2 separate regions of the Salmo salar genome follow, and region 2 is linked to region 1. A link is a contact called in public Hi-C data. All regions are on one chromosome and are shown on one strand. Each heading gives the region's core, a stretch centred on a gene start, on an enhancer-like site or on the middle of the called end of the contact. The rest is flanking DNA. Distances are from core to core; before and after follow the strand shown. Region 1 overlaps epb41l2 (erythrocyte membrane protein band 4.1 like 2). Region 2 holds the start of epb41l2 (erythrocyte membrane protein band 4.1 like 2).

The links. Hi-C and Micro-C count contacts between places; a contact is called where the count stands out from the background.
Region 2: a Hi-C map of muscle shows a contact between it and region 1, with 6 times the contacts expected there. The contact joins the promoter of epb41l2 here to the enhancer-like site in region 1. A contact is called at or near these places in 3 of 3 Hi-C or Micro-C datasets (blood, gill and muscle).

The regions. Positions count from the first base shown.
Region 1 is chrssa06:61,117,140-61,120,649 of Ssal_v3.1, forward strand. It overlaps epb41l2 (erythrocyte membrane protein band 4.1 like 2), which reads right to left. Exons shown (of 23, transcript XM_014205074.2): 11 at 1,400-1,572. Among protein-coding and RNA genes, the nearest start is that of LOC106607762, 28 kb to the left of the region's middle. Within about 2 kb of position 2,197, at least 1 of the 13 cell types and tissues checked has an H3K27ac peak or open chromatin away from gene starts, as enhancers often do. A contact at or near this core is called in muscle, where this site is marked.
Region 2 is chrssa06:61,186,579-61,190,325 of Ssal_v3.1, forward strand. It overlaps epb41l2 (erythrocyte membrane protein band 4.1 like 2), which reads right to left and starts at 2,276. Exons shown (of 23, transcript XM_014205074.2): 1 at 1,785-2,276.

The sequences.
Region 1 (3,510 bases), core at 947-3,446:
GAAAGGAGGGAAGGAAGCAAAGAAAGGAGATTCCAGAGTAGGCCAGGTTAGCCCACAGCTGGACTGAGTAGAGTAGAGTAATGGATGGCCCTGGTGCACTCAGGGTATTTGGGATATTTGATTTAGTTATCCTAGTACCTTCAGATCTACAAGCCAGACAGAGGGAGAAAGAAGGGCAAAAGCCCTCGTCTCATTCAATCTTTGTAGGCTACTCACGGCAACGTAGAGTATTGAGTAACCAACATTCATTTGGTGATTCATGTTTGTCGAGCTAGTACTCTCCTCCTAGATTAGTGCTGATGTAGCGGGAAGCGAAATGCCGATGGGTCAATATTACACGCTATTCGTTCTGTCACAGGAACCACCGTACATGTTCAAGCTTAGATTCCCGGGTTTAATTACTACAACACTTTCAGCATCACCTGCATTTAATCTTCATGGCAGCCTGCTTGCAGGCAACAGTCCAGTACTACTGCATTTCAGTCTAATTCCACAAATCAACTAGACACTACGTTTTGCTCAGAGCAAGTTCTAGAACACTTTCATGGTTGAAAATAGGCCTAATAGTCCACGTGGGCCTTGGACTGACAACATCCTTCATTGCTTTAGTGGCATTGTTTCTTTCCCATGGTAAATGTATAATGTCACGTATACAGCCCAGGTCCAGCCATAGAAACACTTTTGAAATCCCCTGGTCAAGAAGAATGAGTCCGGATTCATCCACAGTCATTCCCAACAAAGGGAAACAGATGTTGGAGCCATTTCCCATATCTAACCAAATGCCCATGATGGGGAGGAAGTCATGCATACAGCTAGCTACACACTCACTGGCTGAGACCGTACAGGACACTGGCTCCACTCTAAACAATTCAGACGAGACAGTTTGAACAAACTAGGAGGATGGTGTAGTGTGATCTAAACGTTAACGGTTGATCGGGACGAAACAGAACGCATGCCGAGGCATGTTGAGGATTGCGGTCATATAGAGACATCTGAACTGGGTTGTGTTTCTTTTTGTACGTCTCACTGTAATGGTTTTCCTCTCATCCTGCGGGTCCCTTTGTTCCCTTCCCTCCTTCGCACCCTCTCTGGTTTAGAGTGTTTCTCCAGCAGTTTCTCTAAACATCTCTTTGATGGTGAGGCCGGAGGTAGGAGGTGGTTCTGTGACGGTCCCCTACGGCGTTTGCCTTGAGTGGACTTAATGAGAGCTCCCTGATGTTCACAAAGAGACTTACTGCTTGTGTAGGCCGGGTGTAGAGGCCATATTCCACTGAGTAACACTCTCCACTCCTCCTGCAGAGATGGCTATGGATTGACTCAGCGGAGCCCATAGTTTAAGGTAGTGAGCATAGTAATACGGCATCCTAAATGTGCGTGTTTGTCTAGTGCCACGGCCTACCTCCATCCAGGCTTCGTGAGATACGCTTGCTGGAGGTTCGCTCGAAGTAGGGTGCCGGCCTGTCGATGAGGGTGCTGGCCTGTCGTGTCTGGGCCTGGGTCCGCCCACTGTATCTGAACTTGGAGCCCAGCGTGAGAAACTTGGCTTTAGTGGGCGCTTCTGGAGTCATCAACCTGGAGAGAGAATAGGACCAAAATAAGATCAATACTATTCTGAAAACAAACTTTTTCATATCCAGTTTAGTGGCAGTATGCAAAACTTATTTCAGTTTACTGGAAGACCGTGAGAGTAGATAAGAGTACTAGATTTTCTTCCAATGAAAAATCTATTTCATGCCAGTAAACTGTGCCAACCGCTGAAGCCAAAGTGATAAACATAACCTCTCTATTTACACACAGAGATGGCTAAGGATGAGTCATGAAGACGCAGGTATAAGGGATCCATTCAACAGTCTCATTGTTTGTCAGTGACCATAAGTAAACATAGCTGTAAAGGGCGCCGAACATTTAGCCGTCTCTTATTCCCCTTAGCTGGCTCTGCTCTGAGTCACAGCTGTGTTTGGGACTAAATATTATCGGGAGACAGAGGTGGAAGTGGGGGAGGGCTGGTCGCAAACCTCCCTGCCCCTATCCTTAATCTCCTATGGCGACAGGGTTTCCTGCCCGTCCAGCTCTCCCCATTCACTTCGCAGAGCCCCTTAAATCAGACATTTCGCTCTCTCTCTCACACACACACACACACCACCCCCCCTACAGAGCAGAAGTTCCTTCAAACAGGCCTGTGCCCAGCCTGAGGGGCCGGCAGGCTGGAGCAGAGGGGAGAGGCACTCAGTCCAGATGTCTCTGGCGTCGTCCTAGTGGTGTCAGGTTTAGCCACAGTGGCGTCCATAAAGTGAGGCTCTTGCTCTCTGCTCTTATACAGGCTCATTGGGGCGGGGGTCTGTTGTTTAAACACAGGTGCGTGCAGGCCAGAGATGATTTCAACCCCATTCAAACACGCTGGCCCTGGGCGTGCTGCTGGTGTGTCAGAGTCTCCGTGGATTCCATCATGATCGCAGCAGCCCCGGCACGACTTCTCCATCCCAGCACAGCCAGGGCCTGGGTCTGACATGACATCATGCCTTCACAACACAGTACAAAAGAAGCCGCTATTTGATCAAGCTCTTTGGTCAAGCTCTTTGGCCCAAACCGATAATGACCGGGCCAATTAAAGCTCTCATTGGTGTTGATATCAGTGTACAAGACCATTAAGCAGATGGCAGTTTAAGGAGAGTCATTATTTGGAGTTGATTTAGCACACAGAGGATCTGAATAATAGAGGAGAGAGGTGCGATTGGGCTTTTGGCTATTAGTGGTTGGGTTGAAGGCAGCGAGTGATTTTTTTGCTTTGCATTTGTTGAGGCTGTGGCTCCCCTCCTTGTCATCTGTGCCAAGAACAACATAGCTCGATTAAACAGCCGAGGATCTCCATGGTGAATCTGGTTGCAATTTGTCATGGGCCGACACTCCTCTTACAAACTGTCAAACAATGCGAGGCGCAGCAGGTGGGATTTATTTAACGTGATGTGTTGCTGGGGTGATTCCAACCATAGGGCGTTGCGTTTCAAATGACGTCAAGACAGATGAACCCCCAAGGGACGGGCTGATCTGGGAGGGAGAAGTTGGGGTTTCACGGTTGAAAGACATCTCTATCAGTGGCTCTGAGGGACTCTGCTTTCCTAAAGGATATTAAATGTTTGCTCATTCTTAATCCCCAGTGGGGGACAGTTCCTTCCTTAATGATACATCCCTGCAGAGCGGACGCTAAGAAGACAGTTTAAGCGCATGATAATGGCCATGGCTTTAGGCCTCGGACGGAGAAGCTGCTTAAACAAATAAGTGCACAATGGCCTTGCTCCACTCCACTGTGCTCCATCTCTTCAGTCTTTTCACTGGACAGGAAGACTCGGAGGAACTTAGTGCTCCCTAGAGACTGGCCAATTACACACTCCAGTTGGTACACACTTCAGACTGTGGGGGGAAATGCAATTTAACATGCTCCACTGTGGTTTGACATGGGCTCCGACTGTCTGTGTTAGCTTAGACACGCATTTCACAGAGTCAACAGGTTAG
Region 2 (3,747 bases), core at 1,026-3,525, 70 kb after region 1:
GCGAATGCGCTTTTGTTAAATCATTACCCGTTTGGCGAAGTTGAAGTAGGCTGTGATTCGATGATAAATTAACAGGCACCGCATTGATTATATGCAATGCAGAACAAGATAGTTAACCTAGTAATATCATCAACCATGTGTAGTTAACTAGTGATTGTGAAGATTGATTGTTTTTTATAAGGTAAGTTTAATGCTAGCTAGCAACTTACCTTGGCTCCTTGCATCCACAAGGTCCTTTTGATGCTGCACTCACGTAACAGGTGGTCAGCCTGCCACGCAGTCTCCTCGTGGATTTCAATGTAATCGGCATCCAAAAAGGTAGATTTACCGATTTGTTATGAAAAGTTGAAAATCGGCCCTAATTAATCGGCCATGCAGATTAATCAGTCGACCTCTAGTTGTAACTCATAATAGGATGTGTTACAGAGGTCTAAAGGGTCACTCACAACACTCCTGTGATAGGGTTGTGTCAAAAAGCCAACATCTGAAACATCAAACCATGATGAAACCAACATCTTATTTTCAGCCAACCAAATAACACATAAAATAGACTGAAGAATCACATTTTAAAGAGCAAATTCTTTTGGTCAAAAGGTTTTTGAAAGGTCAATTTCAAATAGGATTAAAACACAAATGCAAACAAAAATAGCCAAATATGCAGTTCTTGATACATTGCCTGTTCACCCACGACTACGTGGCCAAACACGACTCCAACACCATCATTAAGTTTGCTGACGACACAACAGTGATAGGCCTGATCACCGACAACGATGAGACGGCCTATGGGAGGAGGTCAGAGAACTGGCTGTGTGGTGCCAGGACAACAACCTCTCCCTCAATGTGAGCAAGACAAAGGAGCTGATCGTGGACTACAGGAAGCGGCGGGCCGAACAGGCCCCCATTAACATCAACGGGGCTGTAGTGGAGCGGGTCGAGAGTTTCAAGTTCCTTGGTGTCCACATCACCAACGAACTATCATGGTCCAAACATACCATGACAGTTGTGAAGAGGGCATGACAAAACCTCTTCCCCCCCCTCTGGAGACTGAAAAGATTTGGCATGGGCCCCCAGATCGTCAAAAGGTTCTACATCTGCACCATCGAGAGCATCCTTACCGGTTGCATCACCGCCTGGTATGGCAACTGCTCGGCGTCTGACCGTAAGGCGCTACAGAGGGTAGTGCGAACGGCCCAGTACATCACTAGAGCCAAGCTTCCTGCCATCCAGGACCTATATAATAAGCGGTGTCAGAGGAAAGCCCATAAAATTGTCAGAGACTCCAGTCACCCAAGTTATAGACTGTTTTCTCTGCTACCGCACAGCAAGCGGTACCGGAGCGCCAAGTCTAGGACCAACAGGCCCCTCAACAGCTTCTAACCCCAAGCCATTAGACTGCTGAACAATTCATAAAAATCACCACCGCACAATTTACATTGACCCCCCCCCCCCCTTCTACACTGCTGCTACTAGCTGTTTGTTTGTTACCTATGCATAGTCACTTCGCCCCCACCTACATGTACAGATTACCTCAACTAGCCTGTACCCCTGCATACTGACTCGGTAACGGTGCCCGGTATCGAGTCAGTGTATTACTTTTTATTTTAGCCTACTTGGTAAATATTTTCTTCTTGAAGTGCACTGTTGGTTAAGGGCTTGTAAGTAAGCATTTCACGGTAAAGTCTACACTTGTTGTATTTGGCGCATGTGGCAAATAAAGTTTGAATTGATTGAACTATCCATATTCCATCTTTCTTCACACAAAGTAAAAGTAACATCCAACTCACCAGCAGAAGATGAACATGATCCCAGATGACAGCCAGGTCCACCGGTACATCCCAAGAAAGACAGGTGCAAAACAAAGACAAAGGGAGAATTATGCCCATCTTGTATTAATGTAATAGTTGTACATGCTGTCAGAGGTATGCAACGTAAGACCACACCCATGTAGAATTTAAAACCAGAAGTAAAAGAGAAATTATGTACCTCAATAATGTTGTTCCTGTTTTAAACCACCGATTTATCAATTACAGATTACCGACAGATAAATCCTAGTTCCAGTTGATTAGCATGATATGTGCAGTGATACTACCAGGGAATCAAACTGTCCTTTCTTAACCACCCACGGTTGTTGTTTCTTGTCAAATCCCGGAACATGGTGGCTATGCAGATTTACCCAAAGGGATTAGTTAGAAGAATTCACAATTCACCATCTGGCCCGTACTGTAGCTATTAAATTCATTAAAAAACAACTGCATTAAAAGATATCCTGGCTGCTCACTTTTTGTTGGCAAAGAGGTTGTTCTAGGTTAACATCACCTGTGGTAGAAGAGCTAGGTCCAGGTTTGCCTTCAATGAAGCAAATTCCAATGGGATGAAAATAGAGTATCCGCTAGTTCTCCTTACTGCCGACCAATGAGGATGGCTAGTGTTAAAGTCAACAGTGGATTAAGAGGGAGAAAGAAGAAGTACTTGGAGCAGTGACTGTCACACTCTGTGTGCAAGTAAATCCTCTCGATGCTACCTTGGGTCTGAGCCTTGAACACAGGCAGCCTGGTTCAAAATCCTCTACTTTTTAAAGCAGCAGCTCCACTGTCATTGTTTGACTGATTGAGACAACAGCAACTGCTCTCTTCATAACCTTTTCATGCAATACCCTCCATGACGCAGGATGACTGCCATGTACAGGTGCATGACAGTGGAACTGATGGAATGACTAAAAATCCATGAATTTTAATCCTCCACATTATAATCTGTTTCATGACGGCATGCACATGCCTTTAATGACGGACATTCAGTACATACCGCAATCAATTTACACATCTTTGAGATTACATTGTACATTAAGAATACTTCAGTGTAAAAATAAGTCTTGATTTTTATAAAACACATACATGGCTACAATTTACATGTAAAACATCTTAATTGTGGTTCTATGAATGGTTGCTGTTGTGTAACACTGCACCCCATGTCACATATCCTGGAGGAAGGAACTTTAAGCAAATATAGGCATTTCAGATTCTTACTCACCTCAGAGACTGTACTACAAATGACATGGGCACAAGGGGTAAGATGGGGAGAGACATTCCATGCGTTCACCTGTCTGTTTCTGTTTAGTTCAAGAAAAAGTCGCCAAACTGGTCCTGCTATTACACCTGTTCCCTTTCTGTGATGGCAGATATCTCCCCCACAACCTGAAACCAAATCCAGTGGTTTACAGTTACAACACAAACAAAGGCGTGAAAGGTAGAGACAGAAGCACGTATGTGAACCTTTTTCTTTCAAGGCACTGTTTGCCCTGCAAACAATACAGGTGTTACCTGAGGAGAGGATGGTGAACAAGGAAGGAGTGCGGTTGTACTTCTTCTCATGGATTGTATGGAGATTTAACAGAAATTAAATGAATGTTTTTAATGTAATTTCAATACTGCATAAGCTTCAGCAGGTGAATTGGACTCAATGTTATGATGACAAACTACTGGCTTGTTGTGAGATCTGTCCTTCAGGATCACCTCAATATATGTGACTTCAGTGTCATTTTACAAGAGGCAACACATGGCTGAAATTACAAAGCTGATAACTGTCACTAACACAAATACAATAAGGTGTGTATTGATTTGATCAGTCTTTTCCCCTCAGTTATTATATACATGAAGAGAAGAGATAAACAGTACTCAGATAGTTATAAGAGCTCTGATCTATTTTGTGTATGTTGTTCACCACGCCACCTACACAGCATGTGTGCGTTAC